2 separate regions of the Mus musculus genome follow, and region 1 is linked to region 2. Evidence: chromatin contacts called from public Hi-C data. All regions are on one chromosome and are shown on one strand. The core of a region is the stretch at or near the end of the contact, and the rest is flanking DNA. Distances in the headings are between cores, read along the strand shown. Region 1 overlaps 1810007D17Rik (RIKEN cDNA 1810007D17 gene). Region 2 has its middle 20 kb from the start of Gm41876.

Region 1 (5,857 bases), core at 872-3,371, 140 kb after region 2:
CTACATTGTCTAAAAAAATAACACAGACCTTGCTGCTTAATGAGGGCTATACTTCAGATGTCCGCCGTTCTGCAAAATGTTCCACCGCAAAGGAATTTCCCACTGCAGTTTAATCTAAAGATGGCTAACCTCTGTCTATCTGCAGGGAGGGTTCAATGAAACAGCAATGTAGTCTGATTGCTGTGGGCCAGACACTCCCAGGCATCGAAGATGAAGATTCCTGAGCCACACAGTTCCCACTTTGATTAAGTACTCACTGTAGCTAGAAACAAGTACAAACACGTAAACAGGGGCGCAAGAAAGTTCCGTCCAGGGACCAGCACTGTGAAGAAAAGGCGAGGCAGCATGTGAACAATGTCAAGAGCGCTAGACTTGCAGTTCTCACAAGGGTCGGGTCGGTCAGCCTGAGATCCGGGACCACATTCTCACAGTGTCTCCCTGTGTCTCACCTTCCTGTCTGCTCGGGAAGGCTGGGGTATAAGGAGTCCGTACAGAGTTGAACTTGGGCTGAATGAGGCCTTCCTCTTATTTGAAGGAAAAAAAAAAAAATGGCTGTCGGTTTTTCTATCGATCCTAGAGCTTGGGCAGTGAGATGCTGTGAGCTAAGTAAAGATATGCTAAAGGCTCCTGAGAGCTGAAGTGTTAATGTGTTTGATGGATTAGCTCTTTGTTGATTAGAATGGCCTGTGTTTGGGCCCAGGGTTGAAGAGTGAGGGGTTTGGGGCAAAGTGGACCTGGAGCGCCCCAGGATTGGGGTAGAGTGGACGTGGAGCGCCCCGGGATTCAGTCACGTGTATCTCCGTACAGTGTCATGGTTTCCTTTTTCTTTATGGCTGCAGAAAACCCATTGCATTATACATCACATTTTCTTCATCCATTTATCTACTGATGGATACCTGGACTGGTTCTGTATCTGCGGCTGCAGGCCTTACTTTAGGGCTCTTATAGGGCAGAATTACCCAGTGATTGTCTGTGCCTTATTTCACTTATCGTGTCCTCAGAATTTATCTACATTATAGAAATATGTTAGAAATTGTCCTTTTTCCTTAATGGAGAACGATTTTCTGTTTTGTGTCTCCATTTTTTCTGGTAGTAAACTTTTGGGACATTTCTAGGTTTTTTTCTTTTTGTATTTTTTGTTTGTTTGTTTTGTTTTTTAATTAATAATGATGCTGTGAATGTAGGCATATAAGTTTTTCTTCATTTCTACTGCGATTTTTTTTGGGTTGTTGTTGTTGTTGTTGTTGTCAAGACAGAGTTTCTCTGTGTAGTAGCACTGGCTGTCCTGAAACTCACACTGTAGAACAGGCTGGTCTCAAACTCAGAAATCCACCTCCGCCTCCTGAGTGCTGGGACTAAAGGCAGGTGCCACCACCACTCAGATAAGTTTGTGCTTTGAATTCTCCTGTGTAAACACTTTGGTAAGTTTGTTGGATCAAAGGGTGATTCTATTTTTTAGTTTATATTTCTGAAGAGCTGCATGTTTCCCCCAATGATCGAACCACTTCTGAACCTACCACAGTCCACACGAGTTCAAATTCTCCATCTTTGCCAACGTTTGTTGTTTAAAAGAACAAAACAGGGGGCTGGTGAGATGGCTCAGTGGGTAAGAGCACCTGACTGCTCTTCCGAAGGTCCAGAGTTCAAATCCCAGCAACCACATGGTGGCTCACAACCATCCGTAATGAGATCTGACACCCTCTTCTGGTTTGTCTGAAGACAGCTACAGTGTACTTACATATAATAATAAATAAATAAATAAATAAATAAATAAATAAATAAAACAATTTATTTAAAAAAAAAGGAACAAAACAAGGCAAAAGCCTAAATAAAAACAGTCCAGTGAGAAGCAGCTGAAAAATAACCAACAGCACAACCACAACTCAAAACAAGACAGTGCTAGACCCAACTTGACACAAGCCTGAGTCCCCTGGGAAGTGGGAACCTCGGTATGATGGGGCTATCGGCACATTGTGCGGCATTCATTTGATCTCTGATTGATGTGGGAGGGGCCATTCCACTGTGGGCGGGGCCATCCATGGGCAGGTAGTCCTGGGCTATGTAGGAAAGGTAGCTGAGCAAGCCAGGGGAATAAGCCAGTGAGCAGGACTCATCCACCGGCTCTGCTTCAGTCCCAGCCTTGAATGTTTGCTTAGCAGAAACTCTCCCGCAGCAATGAGTCATGAGCTATAAGCAAATACACTTTTTCTACCCGAAGTTGGTTTTAGTAAGTGCTTTATCACAGCAACAAAAGCAAACACACAAAAGAATAGCCTACTGCAAAACATTATTTTTCATATTATTGGCTTAAACTCTTTTTCAGTTAGGGTCAAATATCAAGCATAAGACTTCTGTACATAATCATATTAAGAAGTATGCACAGGTATTTGGAAATTCTATAAAGGATTAATTCAGAGAAAGCACATTTATCATAAGCTGTCATTGGAAGATGGCATACCCTTTCCTGCGCCACCAGATTAAAAGCACATCAATCATTCACAGCAAGCCTCTGGGTGAGTTTTAGACTCCAGGATATTCCCTTTTACTAAGAAGCCACTGCTTTAAAAAAAAAAATTAGTAGTTCACTATAAGGCACCAAACCATTTTGTCTAAGCCTAAGCCATATGCCTAATGTAGGAGAATCCAGACTGAGAGGCTGGAGAGATGGTTCAGTGGTCAAGAACACTTGCAGCGAGCTCTTCCAGAGGACCAAGACACATGCAGATAAGCACATAAATAAAACTTAAAAGTAATAATATTAAATATTGGAACATACCTACTTAAGGAAAGAATATATGTAACATCCAAAATAAATTCAAGACTACCCAGTACCTTCCCTCTTCAAAAGGCGTTTCCAAACTGTACTAGCAGGCCAAGTACAGAGCCAGGTAAAGAAGCTGACTAACTAAACAAATATAGAAACATAGATTTAACGGTCAAAATGACTAACTTTACAGCTGCCAGAACAAGAGTAACAATTCCCCTGCCCTGCCTCACACTAAAAACCACAAGGACAGACAAAATGAGGGTCACCCTATACAAATCAACCAATGTCTAAGAAGGTTATTGGCTATACCAATTAAAATAAGCCAAACTACCCTAGTGCCTATATCTGGCCCTTACAAAGGTATAAAAAGTGTGTTCTTTCTTTGTTCTGGGTCTCTCCTCCAGCCTGCGTGCTGAGAGGGGGTTCCCCAACATGTTGGATAAGTAAGATCCTCATGCATTTTGCAACAATGGCGATCTCTGTGGTCTTTGTGAGTGAGGGTCTTTTGATAAGCTACAACACATACCGATTATATTTTATAACCACATTGCATTTTTGAAATCATACTACCCTGGTTGTGTATTGATTATTTGCTTAAAACAACAATTGTTTTAATGCCTGTGGTTCTGAGATTAACGTTCTGGCAAATTATGCTAAAACTCTATTATATCAGTTGGAGTCATTTATATGGTGCAGAGAGCTGAGAGCTACTGTATGCGAAGCTGGGTGTGAGGGGCCAAGATGGCTATCCATATCTGGAGCCAGGGGACTCCTCTCTCATGATTTCTGCACTATATAATACAAACTCGCATTGAACTCACAGTAATCCTTCTGCCTCAGCTTCTTAAGTGCTGGTATTATCCTTATAAATCATCACTTCTGCCTAATCTGGATTTCTCTGCATGGCAACTGGTTCTTTCTTATTTCATAATTATATTTATCTATTTATTTATGTGTGTGTGTGAATGTTTGTCACTTGTGTACAGGGTCCCCTGGAGACCAGAAAAGGGCATCAAATCTCTTGGAGCTGGAGTTATAGGCACTTATAAGGCACCTGATGTGGGTGCTCAGAACCAGACTCAACTCTTTTCCACTGAGCCATCTCTCCAGCCGATAGCAACTGGTTCTGAGAGAGAGAGAGATTGGATGTACAAAGGCCCCTTAAGTCTGAAGCCTGGGGATAGGGAGAAGGCAAAGATGGTAAAGTGCTTGCCTATAAGCACGGGGACTTGAGTTCAAATCCCAGAGTCCGTATAAAAAGGTCATACATGACACACACACTGGTCATCCCAGTGCCAGGTAGGCAAGACAGACAGACACTGAGGCTTTAGGACATCCAATCCAGCTTACTTTCCAAATTCTAGAACATCGAGAAACTCTGTCACAAAACACTCAAGGTTGTCCTTTGTCCTCCAAATGAATACACACTAAGCAGGCATCAGCATACAAGTACACAATACACACTGTGAGATTTACTCTTGGTTAACCCAACAAAAACTAGAGAAACCCTGGAAGAGTAAGCCCCACTTGAAGAGCTGCCTCCATCAGTTTGGCTCTGGGTATATCTGTAGGGCATTTTCTTGATTAATGATTGAGGTGGGAGCACCTGGCCCACTGTGGGTGGCACCATCCCCTGGGCAGGTCATCTTGTATGGGAAGCCGCCCTCACATTCGCCGTTGCAAGATGGCGCTGACATCCTGTGTTCTAAGTGGTAAACAAATAATCTGCGCATGTGCCAAGGGTAGTTCTCCACCCCATGTGCTCTGCCCTCCCCGTGACGACAACTCGGCCGATGGGCTGCAGCCAATCAGGGAGTGACACGTCCTAGGCGGAGGATAATTCTCCTTAAAAAGGGATGGGGTTTTGCCATTCTCTCTCTTGCTCTGGCTCTTGCTCTCTTGCACTCTTGCGCTCTTGCGCTCTTGCGCTCTTGCGCTCTGGCTCCTAAAGATGTAAGCAATAGAGCTCTTGCTCTCTTGCTCTCTTGCTCTCTGGCTCCTGAAGATGTAAGCAATAAAGCTTTGCCGCAGAAGATTCCGGTTTGTTGCGTTCTTCCTGGCTGGTCGTGAGAACGCGTGTAAGAATCTTGGATTTTATAAGAAATCAAACTAACTAAGCAAGCCATGGGAAGCAGGCCAGTAAGCAGTGTTTGTTCCTCTGTGGGTTTGTTTTAGTTCTTGCCTCCCGTTCCAGTCTCCAATTTCTTTCTATGATGAGCTGCAATGTGCAGTTGAGATAAATCCTGTCAACCAAAACCAAATACACACACACACACACACACACACACACACAGAGAGAGAGAGAGAGAGAGAGAGAGAGAGAGGTGCAAACATACAGATATACACAGTCACACAAACACAGATAAACACACAGAGAGACAGACACAGACACAGAGACATACAAGCACACACATAGATACACATGGACACACACACATGTATATACACACAGAAAGATACAAACATTCAGATACACATAGACACACAAACACAGATACACACAGACACACAAACACACAGATACACACAGACACACATAAACAGACACACATGCAAAGACAGACACACAGGCATACACATAGAACACAGGTAAACATAGACACACAGAAAGATAAACAGACACACACAGAGATATACACAGACACACACAGATGCATATAGATATATACAAACATAGACACACGGACATGTACACACACACACCTAGAATTTGCACAGAATTGTCCCCTCTAGCACCTGTTGATCAAAGCAAGTCACATGATCAGGCTTCCTCTCATCCAGGAGGGTTACAAAACAAAGTAGGTCCCTTCTCTTGTTAGGACACAGTAACGGTACATTACAGAGGCTTGAGGACCAAAGGAAAGACTCGATGGTGGCCATTATCAAACAGCGATGTCCTACTGCACAAACTAAGTCCAAATCTAGCTTCTCAAGGCTCCTCAGTCATTGGATGAAGTTCAAACCACTCAGTAAAACACTGCTACATGCAATAATACATGCATGGCTGTGCAGAACTCTAGGCTAACCTCAGATGCACAGTGTCATTCTGTCCATCATATCGTCAATTCCAACTATTGATCCTGCTTGACA
Region 2 (5,949 bases), core at 171-2,670:
TGCCAAAACTGACCCGAGTTCAATCTCTGGAACCCATGTGTCAGAAGAGAATTAACACTGTCAAGTTGTCCCCTGACCTCCATGTGTGCATAATCAGTAACAGGCACATGCAACACACACACACACACACACACACACACACACACACACACACCACATACCCATCACATGTGCATGCACACACAACCACACGCACACAGAAACTCACACACACAAATGAAAAAGAAAAAAGAAAACAAGATGCAGAGGAAAGGGGGAGAAGTTTTAACTTACGTTTAAAGGTTTTATTTCCTTTGTTTCAGAGATTAAAGTATGAATTAAACAAAACACAACAAAAAATAAGGCCTTAAAAATATCTGAAATTAAAAATTTGAAACATCTTCATTTAGAACAACCTTTTAAATACATGTTCACATATGTATGCAATATACGTGGACACACGTTGCATAGTTCAGACTAGTCTCACTGATGACACTCCTGCTTCAGACTCCTAAGTGTTGGGGCTGGAGACAAACATCTTCATGTCTAGCTCTTAAAAAAAGGTTTGGGAGCCCATCTTTTTCTGGAAAAAAAAATACTCTTTGCAGGAGCTGGATCACGTTGTTGCTTCACTGATCTTACTGGGAGTTAAAGAAAATTCAGAGTTTTTTTCTTTCTGCAGATTCTAGGTGAACGTCACCCTGATGCTTCCTGGTTTTCCTTGTTGTTTTGGCTTGACTTTTAGCCACATCTGACCAGAAGAACACTTATTACAAAGAAATTTTACAATTTAGGTAGGCTCTTAGTGAACTAGAAAAAATAAGGGCAGACTCTAAAAAGTCAGAGAAGACTGGGAAAGACAGAAGGAAGATTTTGCAAATCTCTTAGTTGCTCCCCAAATGCCAGAACCCACAAGGTCACTTTGGCTAACACTGTGTAACTTAAGACATTGTTGCAGGAGAGGCTGAGGTGTCCACGCTCTCCTGTCTTCTCAGGAGTTGACTTGGAAGCTGTTATGTGACATAACTTTTCCTGATGAGATACAACACACCCCAGAAAGGAATCCCCACCACAGACATAAATGTAGCAACCTCCGTAGTCCAACTTGGTGAACCGATGAGTTTTATTGGAGTTACTTACAGGAGCATAAATGACTCACAGACCGCGAAGCCCATCCCATCATGGGTGACAACTCAGAAAGCTGGGAACCTGGAGCATGCTGCACAGCCCTGGGGCAGCTCAACAACGGGTTGGATAGCATCCTTCCCAGTTGCAAATTGTTCTAAACTCTATGCAGGCTGGTCAGTTGTTTTAAACCTCTTCCAGGCAGGTCAGTCAATTTCTGCTTCTTCCAGGCAGCTGGAGTCTTCCTCCTACCTGGGCACTTGTGAAAGCCAAGCTCAGCTTTTATTGTTCACCCTGGCAGAGAGGAGCCTAGTGAATTTGGTCAGTTTCAGGGACTTCCTGCAGCTGTTCTCAGTTGTTTACTTTCCTGTTTAAGAAGTGTCCCTGCAGGATGGAATGTTTCAATCTAGGAGGAAACTGTTAAACAACATTCCACCTGTTTCTCTAGCTCTTCTGTTCTTCCTCCCCCACATCCTGCAGGAATCCCTGAGCTTTGCAGGGGGTGACTATAAATGCCACCTATGGTTCATAAATAGACTACCATGGCCCCACAACAGTTACTGTTCATCTGAGCTTTGGCTGGTTGTAAGTTGAGGCAACAATCACCGTGATATATGATGCATCATATGTTTAGAAGGCAGTTTGATGGCCACATTACATCCACCTAGAAAAACTGTACAAGTTGTTTCCCTATTGGGGCCTGTCATGGTTAGGGTTTTACTGCTGTGAACACACAGCATGACCAAGGCAACTCTTATAAGAACATTTTATTGGGGCTGGCTTACAGGTTCAGAGGTTCAGTCCATTATCATCAAGGTGGGAACATGGCAGCATCCAGGCAGGCATGGTGCAGGAGAAGCTGAGAGTTCTACATTTTCATTTGAAGGCTGCTAAGAGAAGACTGAATTCCGGGCAGTTGGGATGAGAGTATTAAAGCCCACACCCACAGTGGCACACCTACTTCAACAAGGCCACACCTACTCCATCAGGGCCACACCTCAAAATGGTGCCACTCCCTGGGCTAGACATACTCAAACTACCCATTCCATTCCCTGGCTCCCACAGGTTTGTTTAAACATATGAGTCTATGGCGGGGGTGGGGGGTGGGGGGCATACCTAAACATAGCATAATACAAAATACACTTAGTCCAACTTCAAAAGTCCCCATAGTCTATAACAGTCTCAGCAATGTTGAAAGTCCAAAGTTCAAAGTCTCTTCTGAGATTCATCCAATCACTTAACTGTATTCCCCAAGGCTAGACAGGAAACCAGCTGGGAAAACTCCAAACTCTGCATCTCCATGTCTGATGTCAAAGCACTCTTCAGATCTCCAACTCCTTTTTCATCTTCATTGACTGCAACAAAGTTCTTTCTCCTAGGCTGGTTCCACTCCCTGTTAGCAGCGTTCCTCAGCAGATAGCCCACAGCTCTGTTGAACAAATTAGGGTCTCCAAGGCAACTTCAACTTCACAGCTTCTTGTTCCAATGTCTGGGGTCCACACATGATCTGGGCTCCTCCAAAGGGCTTGGTTCACATCTCCAGCTCTGCCCACTGTAGTACTCTAGGCTCTGGTTGACTCCACTCCATTGCTGCTGCCGATCTAGGTGGTCATTCATGGTACTGGCATCTCCAATACACTGGTGTCCTCCACTGCAACCAGGCTTCACTAGTAGCCTCTCATAGGCTCTCTTCATGGTGCCAAGCCTCAACTTCTTTGCATGATCCCTTCAGTCCTGAGCCATCAACTGCAACTGAGGCTGTACCTTCACCAATGGCCTTCAATGGCCTCTCACAGTGCCAGGCCTCAGCTGTTCTTCATGAATCCTTCATGCCTTCAAAACTAGTACCTTCTGGGTGACTCTTACACATTACCAAGTACAGCAGCAGCACGAGGTACAACCTTGGCTATCTTTGGAACACAGCTTCTTTGTACTCTCAGAAAACACTTCCCAGATTTCACTTCCCAGATTAAGTCTCTTCTTAATCACTGCTAATTTCTTAGCTCCAGCTAACCAGCATCAATTATCCCAGTAGTCTCATTCTCCTCTTGATTATAAAGCAGAGCCAAATGGGTGAAGCTGCTGAGTTCTGCTGCTTTCTGGGGCTAAACATGGCCCCCTTGTGCTATTATATTATCACCAGCTCTCTGTTTTCAATGAATTTATTCTCTGCTTAAGCTTGGTCATCCTGGAACTTGTTCTGTAGACTGACTTTGAACTCAGAGATCTGAATGCCAGTGAATCCTAAGCACTGGGATTAAAGGAGTGATCCACCACACCTGTATTTAAGTTTTTCTCTTCTTGGAACTTGCTTTGTACCAGGCTGGCCTTGAACTCGGAGATCTGTTTGCCTTTTCATCCTGGGATTAAAGGCTTGTATTACCAAGCCTGGACCTAAATTTAATGGAGTAGGATATTTCCCAAATGTCACCATCCCCTAAAATTCAACTTAATATTCTTGAACACAGGATTCAGCTTCATTTCACTTCCTGGTGCCCCTTTAATACTAGAACCACATATTTTATATTTTTCCTTTCTAAGCTTGCTATACTTGTTCAAAATGCTCTTCAAGGACTTAACCAAAGAACCTGGAGTTTTTTGACACTTCCTTTATCAATACAATTAATATAAATCTCTTTACCTTAGCCTCAGGTAGACTCTTCAGATAAGGGCAAAAGCAACATTCTTCACCAAAATACCACAAAAACAGTCTCTAGGCCACATACTGAAATTCTTCCCCACTGAAACCTCTTGAGCCAGATCTGCACAGCTCAAATCACTCTCAGCAACCAAGTCTTCCATATTCCTACTTGGATAGCCCACTAAGCCCCACTTAAAGCAATTCATTGCTTTCCAAATCCAAAGTCCCCAAATCCACATTCTTCCAAACAAAAACATGCCTATCTTTGGAACACAGCTTCTTTGTATTCTCAGGCCTTTCACAGCAATATCCCAGTCCCTTGGTACCAACTTCTGTCTTAGAAGGGGTTTTAATGCTATGAACAGACACCATGACGAAAGCAACTCCTATAAGAAAAACATTTAATTGGGCTGGCTTACCGGTTCAGAGGTTCAGTCCATTATCATCAAGGTGGGAGCATGGCAGCATCCAGGCAGGCATGGTGCAGGCAGAACTGAGAGTTCTACATCTTCATTTGAAGGCAACTAGGAGAAAACTGGCTCTCAGGCAGCTAGGATGAGAGTATTAAAGCCCAAGTCCATAGTGGCACACCTACTCCAACAAGTGCACAGCTCCAAATATCACCACTCCCTGGGCTAGGCATACTCAAACCACCACAGGGCCTATGACCTTCCAGCTATAGCTTCTTGTCTTGGCATATGGTAGCAGATGTGAACTCTCTTTTGTGGTGTAGGTCTTGAATCCAGTTGGAAAACTGTTGGTCTTTCTCATAGTAGCCAAGCCACTGTTGTACAAACACTTGTGCAAGTAACAGTTCTTCACTAGTAGCCTGCATGGTGTTTGTTTGTTTTGGCACTGTGAAAGCCAGTCAGCAGGGTGGGAGCTACTCGTTCATTTCTAGCTTCATTTCTCCATGTCCTATAGTCAAAGCATGCACATGAGGTGTCTCCATGAAAATGAGGGTCTTATCCTCTAGTCCTGGCATACAGCTAACAGCATAATGGAATAGCTTTAATGATTTGTGGAGCCTCAGGGGGCTTTCTTAGCCAATCACTCACCGGAAGGTAGCCCATTCCTAGCACTGGGTGTTTTATTCAATAACTTTATGGCTTCTGGGACTATCCTTTCTTTTTCACCTGTATAGGACTTCTTTTGGATTTAAACGCTTTAACTGCTCTTTAACAACATGCCTTTCCTTCTCATTAGTCCAGTCCCAGCTGGGTTGTAAGGTAGATTGAAGTACCATTGCTGTTCCTGGCTGTCTCTCCAATGGCTTTCCAAATGTGCAAAGCAGAAGTTAGCGTTATGTTATGTGTGTAACAAAACCCTTCCTGGAGTTTGGGATGGACAAGGTAACGTTCTGAACAAAAGCCGTCTCACAACAAGTAGTGAGATTACAAAGATAGTGTTGGTGAAACACTCTGACAGACGATTTAATCTGTTTTGAGCAAGTGTCGGGTGAGTGCAGAGGTTCACAACTAAGATGTTCTAAAGTGTGATGTAAACAAGGTCCAATACAGAAAGGCTCCATCCCTTTGTATCAGTTGCTTCCTCCACAGATCCAGGTTGGGTACCAAGCATGTGGATAGGAGGTGCTGACTTCATTAGCTCTCTGTAATCCTCAGTCATCCTCACTGAGCCATTATGTTTCCAATCCTGGAGCTCTTCACACAGTCTCCCTACATTTCTCCAAACTGGATAGACTCAATAGCCTGACTCAGTCTGCTCAGACCTGCTCATAGCCAAAGGTGAATGAGGCTCTGCCCTCTCCTGCTGGACCTAATGGCTCCCTAGGTCAGAGAGGCCCATGGTTGTCATGGTGGCTGTAGCTTCTCCAGTCACCATGCTGGGCTGTTGGGGGAACTCCTGGCTGAGTAAACCATCTCCACTGCTAGTATAACCTTTTTCTGGAGAGAAATAAACTCTTCTTACTTTCAGGGGATAATTACCACTCCTGGGGCAGGCTTGATCATCTTCACCTGTACTGTTTTCTCTTGGGTGTCTTCTGCACACTGCTCCTCAGGCTTTAGAGTCATCCAGTAGACCCTTAGCACACAGCTGGCTTTCTTTCTGTCAGTTTTTTCCTTGGGAACTCCAATGAGACCCAAATCCTGCCACATCTGTCTCTGAGTAACCCAGACATCTTTTTCTCTGCTTTTTCTTTTTCTTTTTTTCTTACCTCCTCTACAGTGCTCTCTCACCTT

Evidence for each region. Hi-C and Micro-C count contacts between places; a contact is called where the count stands out from the background.
Region 1: a contact with region 2 is called in a Hi-C map of pancreatic cancer cells. The contact joins two enhancer-like sites. A contact is called at or near these places in 7 of 39 promoter capture datasets (the 3T3-L1 cell line, hippocampal neurons, liver and 3 more), 1 of 15 datasets of contacts at CTCF or cohesin (the NIH/3T3 cell line), 45 of 484 Hi-C or Micro-C datasets (the AML12 cell line, the AtT-20 cell line, the C2C12 cell line and 21 more), 3 of 115 datasets of contacts at active chromatin or transcription factors (the NIH/3T3 cell line, astrocytes and differentiating embryonic stem cells) and 1 of 9 other capture datasets (embryonic stem cells).

The regions. Positions count from the first base shown.
Region 1 is chr19:58,614,705-58,620,561 of GRCm38.p6, forward strand. The region is part of intron 1 of 1810007D17Rik (RIKEN cDNA 1810007D17 gene); the gene reads left to right. Among named protein-coding and RNA genes, the nearest start is that of 1810007D17Rik, 11 kb to the left of the region's middle. Within about 2 kb of position 2,122, at least 15 of the 459 cell types and tissues checked have an H3K27ac peak or open chromatin away from gene starts, as enhancers often do. A contact at or near this core is called in pancreatic cancer cells, where this site is marked.
Region 2 is chr19:58,473,156-58,479,104 of GRCm38.p6, forward strand. No RefSeq gene overlaps it. Among named protein-coding and RNA genes, the nearest start is that of Gm41876, 20 kb to the left of the region's middle. Within about 2 kb of position 1,421, at least 6 of the 459 cell types and tissues checked have an H3K27ac peak or open chromatin away from gene starts, as enhancers often do. A contact at or near this core is called in pancreatic cancer cells, where this site is marked.